3 separate regions of the Mus musculus genome follow, and regions 1 and 2 are each linked to region 3. Evidence: chromatin contacts called from public Micro-C and promoter capture Hi-C data. All regions are on one chromosome and are shown on one strand. Each heading gives the region's core, a stretch centred on a gene start, on an enhancer-like site or on the middle of the called end of the contact. The rest is flanking DNA. Distances are from core to core; before and after follow the strand shown.

What was found. A called contact is a pair of places that touch in the nucleus more often than the background predicts. Capture Hi-C pulls out chosen DNA fragments and counts their contacts.
Region 1: a contact with region 3 is called in a Micro-C map of embryonic stem cells, with 5 times the contacts expected there. The contact joins the promoter of Snx18 here to the promoter of Plpp1 in region 3. A contact is called at or near these places in 3 of 39 promoter capture datasets (liver and pre-B cells), 2 of 484 Hi-C or Micro-C datasets (both in embryonic stem cells) and 1 of 115 datasets of contacts at active chromatin or transcription factors (bone marrow-derived macrophages).
Region 2: a contact with region 3 is called in a promoter capture Hi-C map of adipose tissue. The contact joins the promoter of Ankrd55 here to the promoter of Plpp1 in region 3. A contact is called at or near these places in 3 of 39 promoter capture datasets (the 3T3-L1 cell line, the C10 cell line and pre-B cells) and 1 of 9 other capture datasets (adipose tissue).

What each region holds. Positions count from the first base shown.
Region 1 is chr13:113,616,864-113,621,317 of GRCm38.p6, reverse strand. It overlaps Snx18 (sorting nexin 18), which reads left to right and starts at 2,754. Exons shown (of 2, transcript NM_130796.4): 1 at 2,754-4,454. The coding sequence starts at 2,923.
Region 2 is chr13:112,286,185-112,290,452 of GRCm38.p6, reverse strand. Ankrd55 (ankyrin repeat domain 55) reads right to left here and starts at 2,002. Exons shown (of 11, transcript NM_029898.3): 1 at 1,471-2,002. The coding sequence starts at 1,525.
Region 3 is chr13:112,798,653-112,802,949 of GRCm38.p6, reverse strand. Plpp1 (phospholipid phosphatase 1) reads right to left here and starts at 2,173. Exons shown (of 6, transcript NM_008903.2): 1 at 1,684-2,173. The coding sequence starts at 1,741. It overlaps Gm41067 (a long non-coding RNA gene), which reads right to left. Exons shown (of 3, transcript XR_873969.2): 3 at 3,579-3,677.

The DNA.
Region 1 (4,454 bases), core at 1,505-4,004, 820 kb before region 3:
CTTATTCCAAGCCAAAAATTCACCTTTTTGTTTCTTTGTTTTTCCAGACAGGATTTCTCTGTGTAGCCCTGGCTGTCCCAGAACTCATTCTGTAGACCAGGCTGGCCTTGAACTCAGGGATTCATCTGTCTCCACCTCCGAAGGACTGGGATTAAAGGCATGCGCCATTATGCCTGACTCCAAAATTCACTTAACAAGTTTTTACAAACTTAAGTAACTCAAACAACAGCTGGAAGTCAAACACTCTGAACACAGCCTAAAGATGATTTGACACATACATGTTGAGGAAGGGCGGCAAGAAACTATTCTCTCTCTCTCTTATTATTATGCTTCTATAAGAGCAGAGAACTTTATATTCACACTAAAAACATTGCTGCTCATAATACACAGTTGTCTTAAATCACAGCTGGGGACCCTTGGGCACTATTCAAGGGCATGTCTGATGGTCTGCATCCTGCAAGGTGAGCTTATTGTGTGTCTGAAACCAAGGCTGCAGTGACGTTGGGCTCGTGATATGGCTGAGCATTGGCCAGAATCACCTCAGACTCATTATGTATTTGATGCTGAATTAAATATTTGTTCGCTGCCTGTTCCGGGAAAATGTTACTGTCACGAGTCATGAGTTTCTCATTCAGCTATGTGGACTCTCTATGGGGTTGTAAGCCACAGTTTAAGCTGTGTTCTAGACAAATCTTTTATAAATGCATTGATATATTTACTTCCATAGGTGAACGATTGCAAGTTATTCATGCTAAAACACATTTTCTCCATATCCAAGACCATCTTAGGGTAGAGTATTTCCTACCATTCTGACCACAGGGCCAAGCACCGTGGCAGTTTTGGTCCCCTCCCTCCCAAAGCCTGATTCCTCAAGAACGCAAGTCTGTAACCTTTCTCTCCGAGGCTGAGCACTCACAGAGCCATGCACACTTAGAACATGCGCACTGGGGGTAGAGAGCATGCGCACTCGGGGTATCACTATTCCCCCCCACACACACACCCCCAACACGCGGAGACCCTTAGCAATCGCTTCTGCAGTTGCACAACCCTTTTGAACAGACTTTCACGTAAACTCATGGAATCATTATACCTGAGATAAGCCTGAAGTTACTGTAACTAACTCTCGAATTTAAAGTTTACTACTGACTAATCCGTTGTGTTTTATCTGGACCATCCGAGGTGAATATCTCATGGATCATACATAATTTAAGCTGTTCAGTTGGTGTTGACTTTATGTTTCCGACTATGGCAAGTTGAATCTCACTGATTGGTCTCCACGACAATCGTCACATTCGGAATTTTGAGCTGAAAGTGCTTGCTGCACTTCAGAAAGAGCTCAGGAGATTGAGTTAAGGCTGTGCAATAGGAGGCCCAGTGCGGGTGCCGAGTGTGGTGTACTTTCGTTAGTGGCTTTGAACAGGATGCTAAGTTAGCTGCCGTGCTTAGGAGAATGGAATCTTCTGGTCTGATTGCTGGATTGCCATAGAAGGGGTCAGAGGGCAGGCGGAAATTCATGACACGTGACTGTAGAACTCCAGTTAGAGGTATCCTCAAAGGATTAGGCTAGACTCAGTAAGCGGAGCGTGAGAAAATAAGCCTTGGGCAAATTACATATTGAAGGAAAAGATTTGAAACAAGGCAACCACGGGATATTGACATACGTCTATTAAACTCTCAGGAAGTGATTTTTGATCTACTTAACATAAATTTATTGAAAAGGAGAGGTTTTGTCAATGACCTAGGAGGAAGTGTAAAGTTGTAAGCCTGTTGCGTACCACACCTATGACAGCTCTAGTTATAACTAGTTCTAGGACCCTTCTTTCTCTCTTAGAAAAGAGGCCAGAGATCGCGTTTCCCCTCATAACAGCCGCAGCCAACAAGTGGACAGTGCTTACCGAGTATATTAGCATTTCACTTCAGTCACCTGTAAGATAAGAAAGCCATTATCACACAATCCACAAACTCTCAGAGATAAGGACAGCGCAAGTGACAGGCTCAAGGTCATACAGCCAGTCAGAGCCAGAACCGAGCCTGGCTCCTGCGCCCTGGGCCCTGAAGCCTGAGCTTTCATTCGCTGCACGTGTGCTAGCACCCAACTCTGCACGTTCACTGGAGACTTCTCAGCTCTCTTTCCCTGCACCACCCTTGCCTCTGGTCAAACAAGGATCTTCCCGAATTCCAGCTTTGTTCCAGGCTCCACTCCTTGTGTACAAGATCAGAGAGTACAGGAAGGAAGGGAACCGCACCTTTAGTGACAAGATGAGGATCTTGTGAGTTACTACACATTAACCCTGGCAAAGACGTACTTATCAGTGCAACAGCTAATCTTCTTTGTGAACGCCTTTATTACAAGCTTGGGTTAAGGTCATTTTAAGAGCATTTACTCTGAGAAGTAACAGCTGGCTATCGTAGATATAAATAATCTATTTAAAAACAACAACAACAAAAACCCCAAAAACAACAAAAAACAAAAAAAGAACAACAACAAAAAAAACCCTACCCCACATTTTCTAACGTACAAATCTAAACAATTTCAGATAATTCACTTCTGAAAGCCTCCCACCCACCACGTGGTCACTCAAGCGCGCGCCTTTTCCGTAGCCGCCACAAGGTGGCAGCGGCGGCCGCAGAGTCGGCGCAGGCACGGCTGCTCGGCCGTCGCTTGCTCTCGTCTGGCACGCGGCTCTCGGCAATGGATTAGCTCTGCTGGGGACGTGGGCGCTCCGGGCCCCGCCCCCGGCCGGCGGCGGCCCCGAGTTGCAGTCGCTGCTGCGAGCCGAGCCGAGCTGCACGGAGGGCGAGAGCGGAGCGGGGAGCGGACCGGTGCGCTGCCCTCCAGGCTTCCCTTCGGCGTTCGGGGGGGGGATCCTGACTGCAGGGGCCCTCGGACCGGCCCGAGCTCGGGGCGCCGGGCTCGGGACCATGGCGCTGCGCGCCCGGGCGCTCTACGACTTTAAGTCCGAGAACCCCGGTGAGATCTCCCTGCGGGAGCACGAGGTGCTGAGCCTGTGCAGCGAGCAGGACATCGAGGGCTGGCTCGAAGGGATCAACAGCCGCGGCGACCGCGGCCTCTTCCCGGCCTCCTACGTGCAGGTGATCCGTGCGCCGGAGCCTGGCCCTCCGGCCGACGGCGGCCCGGGAGCTCCGGCCCGCTACGCCAACGTGCCGCCCGGCGGCTTCGAGCCTCTGCCCGCCGCGCCACCCGCCGCCTTCCCGCCGCTGCTGCAGCCGCAGGCGTCACCCGGTTCCTTCCAGCCGCCGGGCGCCGGCTTTCCCTACGGCGGGGGCGCCCTGCAGCCGTCGCCCCAGCAGCTCTACGGTGGATACCAGGCCAGCCTGGGCAGCGACGATGACTGGGACGACGAGTGGGACGACAGCTCCACGGTGGCCGATGAGCCAGGCGCGCTGGGCAGCGGCGCGTACCCGGACCTCGACGGCTCGTCGTCGGCGGGCGGCGGTGCGGCCGGCCGCTACCGCCTGTCCACCCGCTCGGACCTGTCTCTGGGCTCCCGCGGCGTCTCGGCGCCCCCGGCGCACCAAGCGTCTGGAGCCAAGAGCTCGGCCACGGTGAGCCGCAACCTCAATCGCTTCTCCACCTTCGTCAAGTCGGGCGGGGAGGCCTTCGTGCTGGGAGAGGCGTCAGGCTTCGTGAAGGATGGGGACAAGCTGTGCGTGGTGCTGGGTCCCTACGGCCCCGAGTGGCAGGAGAACCCCTACCCCTTCCAGTGCACCATCGACGACCCCACCAAGCAGACCAAGTTCAAGGGCATGAAGAGCTACATCTCTTACAAGCTGGTGCCCACGCATACCCAGGTGCCCGTGCACAGGCGCTATAAGCACTTCGATTGGCTGTATGCGCGCCTGGCGGAGAAATTCCCAGTCATCTCGGTGCCCCATCTGCCTGAGAAGCAGGCCACCGGGCGCTTCGAAGAGGACTTCATCTCCAAACGCAGGAAGGGTCTGATCTGGTGGATGAACCACATGGCCAGCCACCCGGTGCTGGCGCAGTGCGACGTCTTCCAGCATTTCCTGACCTGCCCCAGCAGCACTGATGAGAAGGCCTGGAAACAGGGTAAGCGGAAGGCTGAGAAGGATGAGATGGTGGGCGCCAACTTCTTCCTCACTCTGAGCACCCCACCTGCCGCCGCCCTGGACCTGCAGGAGGTGGAGAGCAAGATAGATGGCTTCAAATGCTTCACCAAGAAGATGGACGACAGTGCGTTGCAGCTCAACCACACCGCCAACGAGTTTGCGCGCAAGCAGGTGACTGGCTTCAAGAAGGAGTATCAGAAGGTGGGCCAGTCCTTCCGGGGTCTCAGCCAAGCCTTTGAGCTGGATCAGCAGGCCTTCTCCGTGGGTCTGAATCAGGCCATTGCCTTCACTGGAGACGCCTACGACGCCATCGGCGAACTCTTCGCTGAGCAGCCCAGGCAGGACCTGGACCCAGTCATGGA
Region 2 (4,268 bases), core at 753-3,252, 510 kb after region 3:
AAAGATGCTGCAAGAAAATATTCTAAACCAGCACTTTAGTTATTTCCCAAGCTCACTCCAGATAGAAAGAGCCAGGCTGGCACAGATACATTTGTTTTGAAGGACTTGTTCTTCTGCAGTCAGTCCCTGCTCCCTCAGATTAGTCTCCCAAATGACCACCGTGTTTCTCTGTGATTCTGCGGCTTGGCAACACTCTTCTCTAACCAGCACAAGCAGCTTGATTCTAAGCAGAGCTCTCACTTCTGCTGATTGCCATCAGTGGAACAAAACGTACAGGGAGGAGAGGAGGTGGTGGTGGGGGAACTACAGTAAGCCCCCTTCCTGTGGTGCCTGTCTACAGACTCAGTGTGAATCAAGATGTTCTCAAGATCGATCTCTCTCTCTCTCTCTCTCTCTCTCTCTCTCTCTCTCTCTCTCTCTCTCTCTCCCTCTTTACCCCCTCTCTGAGCAAGAATTGGAGAAGACTCTATCTGCCTCAGGAATCTAAATCTATGTTATTATTTGAGAAATCCATTGAGCAAACATCATTTACCCATGCCACGAAGCCAGATCTAGAGGAGGTGACCTTGCCTTGAAGCATCGATAATTGGGAAAAAGAAAGAAGAAATGGCTATTGCTAATGAGGCTTCCGCAAGCCACCATTTCATAGTGTAGCTGAAAGAAAGAAACTAACCAAGCTCTGAGAAGCTGCAGAATCCTAGTGCGGCGAGTGGGTTAGATGCCGTACGTTTCATTAAAAGGCTCTGGGAAGGTCTGCTGTATTTAAAGTGTGGGAATTCCCCTCCATCGTACATAGAAAAAATGGTCTAATTACACAGATGACAAATACATGTGTGGAGGCACACAGCACATGCAAAGCCACACTCACACAGACTGACAGGCTGTGAGTCTGATGATGGCAATGAATCTCACAGCCTACTTGGCCCGTGGAAGGATGACTTTCTGTATGCAAATGAAGGGTAGGGGGAAAAAACCCACTCTGCCATTGCAATTAAATAATACAGTATTAAGTCACTGCACGGTCTTGAACGAGGTGTGGCATCAGCAGGACCCGTCTGTGGGTCAGGTCTCTCTTGGAGGGGAATCCACAGTGCCTCGTGATGGCTGAAGTGACGAAATATGAGATTTACGGGCTGAAAGAGGCCCGGTATGCATTCTGATATTGCTTTCTCTAACATACTTTATGACATGACATAAAGATGATACTATCTAAAGTAGCTGATATGTCTCAAACCAAAGAGTAGGACTAGGAATACATCCGCAAGACAGAAAGCCCGTAAGCTTTTTTTTTCTTTTCTTTTCCTAAAAGCTTATCAAGTCCTTACCAGGTTTGTTTTCACACACACACACACACACACACACACACACACACACACACACACACACACACACTCACACACACACACCTTTCCTCTTCTCCTTACAAACTGGAAATCTCTTCGCCATTGGAGTGGTAAAACATCGTGTTACCTTTGTGCTGATCAAACACAGAAGAGGTGCTGAAATCCATGGTAGCCTGTCTCATCGTTTACCATCAGAACGGCAAAAAAAACCCAGTCAGGGCTCTGGAGAGGAGAAAACACCATTTCACACACTGCAGCCAACGTCAGTCAGCTTCAGCATCGTTGGCGTCAGCTCCCGTTGTAGAATTAAGTGTGTGTTAGATCTGCCGGGCGCCTTCAAGGCTACCTTTGCAAAGACATAAAAAACACTCTTTCTGCAGGGGAGGAAGTGTTACTCTCAGAATCCCATTCACCATCAACACTGACGTGTGAGTATTATATACCCTTCCCCCAAGCAGACAGACAAAACATCCCAAACCCTAAAATAAGACAGCCTTCACGGGGGTGCCTGCCTTGGATCTGGGCCAGGAAAATGCTGCAGATCTCAGAGCTTCGGCTGAGGCGACTGGAAGGTCGCTTTAAACCAATAGAAACCTCAATGAGTGAGTGAGATTCACAGGGCCAGACGGAGCATGTGCAAAGCCGCCAGCGCAGACTGCGTGCTGGCTGTTTGTTCTTGGTGGAGTGAGAACTGCATTTGGGTCATGTGAGCAGAGACGGGCCATCTCAGTGGAATAGGATGTAAATATTGTAGCAGGAGGCTGCAGTCCACGTGCCCTGCTGAGTAGTTATGCACTGCTGCTGGGGGTGGGGGGATGGGGGGAGGTTCAGGCTCCCTGCAGTGACCTCCTCCTGTCAGAGAGACTTTGAGGGTGGGCAGTGAAAGGTTGAAGGTCAAGGTTCAAATATCTGTGCAGACTAAATCAAACAGCCTGCAGTCACAAGGCTGTGCCTTACTGCATTCTGCATGAAGCCTGACAAGTCACCAGCCATACTGCTTCGAGAAGCAGTCAAATAAATTCATCCTCTAGGGTTAAAAACCTGAGGGGGAAATCTTGCTCTTATTTGCATACGGTGGTACTGTCTATTGCTAGGGGAAGACATCTGTCTAGTTCGTTTGTGTTTTTACAAAATGAAGACATTTCCTTTGTGGTTTTGGCTTTATATCTATATGTGTGCACACCTGAGCGTGTATATGTCACAGGTCCATCAGGAATCTCTTTTCAGGATCACCTTCCTTGTTTTTTCCAGAGAGAGTCTCTCCCTGACACCCAGGCCTTGTCCGGGTGCCTAGGTTGGCTGGCAGGAAGCCAGGATTCTCCTATCTGTCCTCCAAGAGCCTGGGTGGTGAGTGATAGCACCTGGCTTTTTGTATGTCACTGATCATGGCAACTCCCTTTTCTTTTTAACTAACAGATATTTGATTTTAGACATAGTGCTGGAAATGTTTTCTTTTTTTCCTCTGCGTATGGCTATATTAATACTTTTTTTTTGTAGTACAGAGATTAAACCCAAACATTATATACTAGATAAGTGGTCAACTACTGAACTACACTCTTAGTCTTTACATTTGTTTTGATATAGAATGGTCTAGTCTATGTTCTGTGTTCTTTTGTAGGCAGTTCTCTTTTATCTTTTGACACATATTTTCTACTTGCCTGTCATTTATTTTTCATAAAAAAGGGCCTCACATCTCTATGACAATGCTACCACTCACTAGTAATATCACTCACTCACAAGCACTGTTATTCACCTCACAGAACCATGACTCAGCAGTACTGTTACTATGACTCAGCAGGACTGTTAGTATGACTCAGCAGGACTGTTATTATGACTCAGCAGTACTATTATTTACCCAACAATGTTATTCATCGCTATTCTTTTCCACTTGGGCTCCTTCCTTTCAAAATACTCTGCAGTATTTGATTTAAAAATACAAGCAGAGGCTGGAGAGATAACTCAGTGGATCAAGTTGTTGCTTTAGCATTTTTAGAGTCCAGGATGTGGCAGTTTGACTGTCATCTCAGTGCTGGGGAGGTGGAGACAGGATTTCAGGAGCAAGCTGGATGGCTAGACTAGCAGTGAGCTCTGGATCTGATGGAGGGACTGTGCCTTAATATATAAAGGGTGAGCAATCAAGAAAGACACTCATGTCAACTGTGGTCCCTACATGTGTATGCTGAAATGGTCACCCACACATATATATATACCACACATATATATACCCCACAAGCAAACACACACATCATGCATACAGAGGAGAAATACAACACATTGTTGACAGATGAGCTAGGTGGTGTAGGACAGCAGGACTGGGAGAAGAACAACTGCTGAAGTCAGCCTTCTGATACTCTAGCCTGTTGCCTGGAGTGTTTCCAAACCCACTGCTATATGGAACCAGGGTGGGCTCAGTGGTTTGTAGAATGACTCCTGAAAAGATATACACGCCTTAAGCCCCAGAACCCATGAACATGACCTTGATGGCAAACTGAGTCTGTTCAGCTCTAACGACATAAAGGAGCTCTCTTTGAAATGTGTCTCAGTGGTTTCTATTGTTCAGAGGAACATGCAGAGGTAAGGGGGTGGGGGAGAACATGGAACAACACAACCTCCTGTCATTTGTCACTTATGCCACCAAAGCAGGAAGAACTTAGGAACCCATTGTCTCCTAAAGCCTAGAGGGGGAGCTGGGTTCTGGCAGCACCTTGATTTTCAACTTTGGATTTCCAGACTGTGAAATAGTAAGTTTTGGTTGGTTATTGGAAGCCACCAAGTTTGTGATAATTTTCTTACAGCAGCTTCAAGAAATTAACACAGAGGACTCTCAAAATATTATCTCTCCAGTTAGTAGATTTCTGTGAAAGCATTTATCATGACCCAAACCAAAGTATGGCTGTTAGTTTGTAAGGGACTCATTCTGAAGAG
Region 3 (4,297 bases), core at 924-3,423:
ATGGATGTCCTAAGACTGAATCCCGCAGAGTGAATTCCTCAATGAAAGGTGGCGCGGGGGGGGGGGGGGGGGGGGGTCCTTCCAAATAAAGAAGTTTCTTTAAAAAAAAAAAAAAAGGAACTCTTTAAGAAAATGCATTTAAACCGGGCGTGGTGGCACACGCCTTTAATCCCAGCCCTCGGGAGGCAGAGGCAGGCGGATTTCTGAGTTTGAGGCCAGCCTGGTCTACAAAGTGAGTTCCAGGACAGCCAGGGCTATACAGAGTAACCCTGTCTCAAAAAAGAAAGAAAGAAAGAAAGAAAGAAAGAAAGAAAGAAAGAAAGAAAGAAAGAAAGAAAGAAAGAAAGGAAGGAAGGAAGGAAGGAAGGAAGGAGAGAGAGAGAGAGAGAGAGAGAGAGAGAGAGAGAGAGAGAGAGAGAAAATGCATTTAAAAAAAACAGGTACTAAAATTTTAACAATTTTATAAGATTATAGGCACCTAAATGGTCAGGCTGGAAGCAAGAGAGAGGAATAGTCTAGAACAGCGAGATTAAGTTAAAGCCTGGGGAAATTTCCTATCTCTGAGGAACCATTATGCTGATTTGTATCTAGGATGCAAAAGCCACTAGTTCAGTCGCCTTGAAAACTCGCCAGGACTATGTCAGTTACTTAAACCAGAGTCCCACCACCCAAACTTCCAACAGCTTACAACTAGGTAAATTGCCTGACCCAATGGTCTACAAGTGACAGACACGATACAGGAAAAAAAAGAAGAAAAAAGAAAAAGAAAAAAAGTGAAAGCTACCCCTTCCATGCCTATCCCTTGACAAGATGACTCTAGTTTTGGAGGTTTGGGAAGTTTTGTTTTTGTTTCTCCTGAAGGAGAAACAAAACAAAACAAAAAAAAACATCTGGAGACGAAAGACCCCAGAATTGAAGTCTTCCACCAGGGAAATAACCTTAACTTTGCTGTAGCTAAAGAAATTAAAGAAGCTAAAGGCGCTCCGTGCCAGGCTGTCACAGGAGACAGGCACACCAAGGCAAGGGCTGCGCTATAAGCCAATAGCAGGACTTCTACGGGATGGGATGGGGAAAAGCAAGCTTCTTCAGACCTCATCAGGCAGAAACCTGGCCATCTCCATCGCTCCTGCAACCTGACAATTTACAACCTGACGACGCCTTCTAATTAGGAACGTTCTAAACCTTTTATAGACGAAGAAAACTTTCAAGTGCTTCTCACCAAGTTATGATAAGCTGGGCACTGAAGCCTGCCTGCCTGCCTGCCTGCCTGTTCCCAGGGAGGGAAAAGTCCGAGTGTACCGAACCTCCAGCTTCGCTGCAGAACCTGATGAGCCAGAGACCAGGATTCTCTGCACGGTGCAGAGGGAGGAGCCCACCCTGCCTGTTAGAGTGGGCCGGGAAACAGAGGGTAACAGCACAGGCGAGAACAGAGGCCAAGCAGGGCTAGACTCAGCGCACCGGCAGACAGGCAGGGAGAGCCCACGCTGGAGCCAGAGTGTTGGATGCAGAAGCGGGGATCACCCCCACCCCCACCCAGCCCCGGCCCCCCGAGCTGCGCAAACGGCTCCCCACAACTCTCTCCGCAGCCACCGGCGCACGCGCGCGCGCGCACGCCGGGCACACCCACCCCACACCGGTGCGCGGCTCCGCCTGGAAGACCCCCGGGCCGCGGCGCCTACGTACCCAGCAACACGCAAATCACATCGAGGGCCACGTACGGCAGCCGCGTCTTGTCGAACATGGTCACCGGCTGGATGGTGTCACCACCTGGTGCGAGTGGCGGGAGGAACAGACCGCGGCGGTCCAGATACCCAATTCCCAGAGCCCCGCCCTCGGGATGGCGGCCGCCCCAAGCGACTGCGAGCCTCTTAGACTGACGGGAGCAGGGACCAGGGCAGTTTGGATTGGGCCGCCCTGCCACCGAGGGCAATCGTGTCCCGGACTTTTCCCTTCACGGACCCGGTACTGGGCCAGTGGCCGCCGATCTGTCGCCTCAGGCGCCTGCTCTCTCAGTGCTGGCTCGTCGCGGCCAATCGCCCTCCGCTGCCCTGTGCCCTCTCCAACAGGCCGGGCGAGCTCTAAGGATGAGGACTGGAGGAACACCGCTCCTCCCGCCCCAGGCGCGCCGCTCCGGCCAGTGCGCGGTCTCGCCGGCTGCAGCGCGCGGGGACGAAACCCAGGCCAGCGCAGACAGCCAATCAGCGCCATCGGCCCCGCCCCGCCGACTTGCGGAGCCCGCCCCGAATCTGGAAGCTGGTTAACGGGGCGGGGCCAATTGCAGGGATTGGGAGTCCTCTCTTTAGTCCATTCAGCCCTTTAGTGCTAGGCGATGCTTCCTTTAAAGGAGAGCCAGACCCCGATACACCATTCCATAGCTCCTGCTGCCCGCCATCCTTCTCCTCCCATGGGCTCTCCCTCCAAACTGTTTAAATGAGTTACCTCTAAGCCCCTTTCTGTGAGGGGCCTGCACCTTGGCCTTCCTGTTGGTCGTAGCTGAGCTTCATTCTAGCAAGAATCCTTCTTGCCCTCTGGTCATTCTTGATATTCTAATACTTAATATCTGAACCCTCCCGCCTTTGGTGTACGTAAATCCGCAGTCTACCCTTAGCAAGAATACCCCTGCCATTAATGTCTTCTTAGTCATGTTCTGTTCACTGACTTCGAATCTCCAGCTCAGTTTCCGCTAACTGCAAGTCATGTCTCCTACTGCAATAGACTTCGTTGGGACTTCACTTGGGAGGAGTTTGGAGACTTGTTCAATGGTAGAGCTCTGGCTTTAGCACGGAGGGGCCTTATTTTTGATCAGTAGCGCAGCTTCAGCCATGCTCACACAAACAATAGAGTTAACTATGTCTTAAGAAATATCAATGATTCAATAGTGGCAGTCCCCGTACCCATTCCCAGGAGGCCTCCAGAACACATTTAGTAATCTCAGTTTCCAAATGTGTAAAAAGAGGATCTCAATGATCCCCGCTGTCTATTCTAATTAAGAGGAAGTGGTGAGACTCAGAGAAGATAATGTGACAATTGCTTTATAAAGAGTTAAACCACCACTACCAATCTTAACAATACATGGTTTCCTCCTTGCTCAAGACTTTTTTTTTTTTTTTTTTTTTGACAGAGACTCCTTTAGCCCAGGCAGGCCTCACATTCGGCTGTGTAGCCGAAAATGGTCTTAACTCCTGCATCTACCTCCCAAGGCGTTACAGGCATGAGCCAGCACCCCTGGGGTTTTTCTTCTTATAGGAAGATGTAAAATACAAATCACAGAATGTGCCTTCTGTTTTCTCAGGTATTTCCTGCCAAGCATCCCAAAAGACCAGTGAGTGGAAAGATGCTACTTCCCAAGGGGAGTCAGATGTGTTTCCAAGTGCAACTATAAGCCATAAAAATGTGTATTTGTAAAAGTATATTCTTATTTTAAAGATATATGGATTTTTAAATTTCAACTTATTTTAATTGTTTCTAAAAGCTCTCAACAATTTACACGCAAAAAGATGTGGCATTATTATTTATTATTATTATTATTATTATTATTATTATTATTATTATTATTTCGTTGTTTTCCTTACCTCCAGAGTTACAAGAGTCCTAGGTAGCATGGTCATTGTTGTATGCCAGCCCCGCGGCCTACTTGAACCGGGTACACCTGGAAGGCAGGCTGGGGCTGAAAAAGACTTAGACGGCGAGAGAAATAATGAAGCCAAAACGATTCCCTGTTCAAGTCTCGCCAGTTTACTAAGAGAGTGTGCTTATAAGGGGAAGGCCCATCCCCCGCCCAGTCCATTCTTGGTGTCTGGAGCCAGCCTGTAGGCGACATGCAGGATAGGATGTTCCTCCTGAATATCTCAGGGCCCTCTCAGCAGGTAGCAGTGTCTTGGAGGAGACCAGTGGCAATTGACAGAACAATAGAGCCATCTAGGTCGAAAGGCTCCACCCTAGGTAATCTCCGTAGTGGCAGCAAGGTCAAAGTCTGGATCAGCCTGCTTCGAGGCTGGGGGAGGCTACAGGTCATAATACATTTAGATGACTATTTTTTTTAAACTTTTATCAAGCACATACTATGTGCCAGGTATAGTCTAGGCAAGATGGCTTCCCTAAACAGCTTTGAGATGAAGATGTTGGACACGGTGGTATCCACCTGTAGTTCTAACACTGAAGACCGGAAGCGAGAGAATCAGGAATTCCGGGACAACTGCCCATACATGGAAGTTTTTTAGTTCCGCTGATGGGAAATCTCCTTTCAGATAGCTACCATCCTAGTTTGGTTTCTGTTGCTGTATAAAGACCATGAACA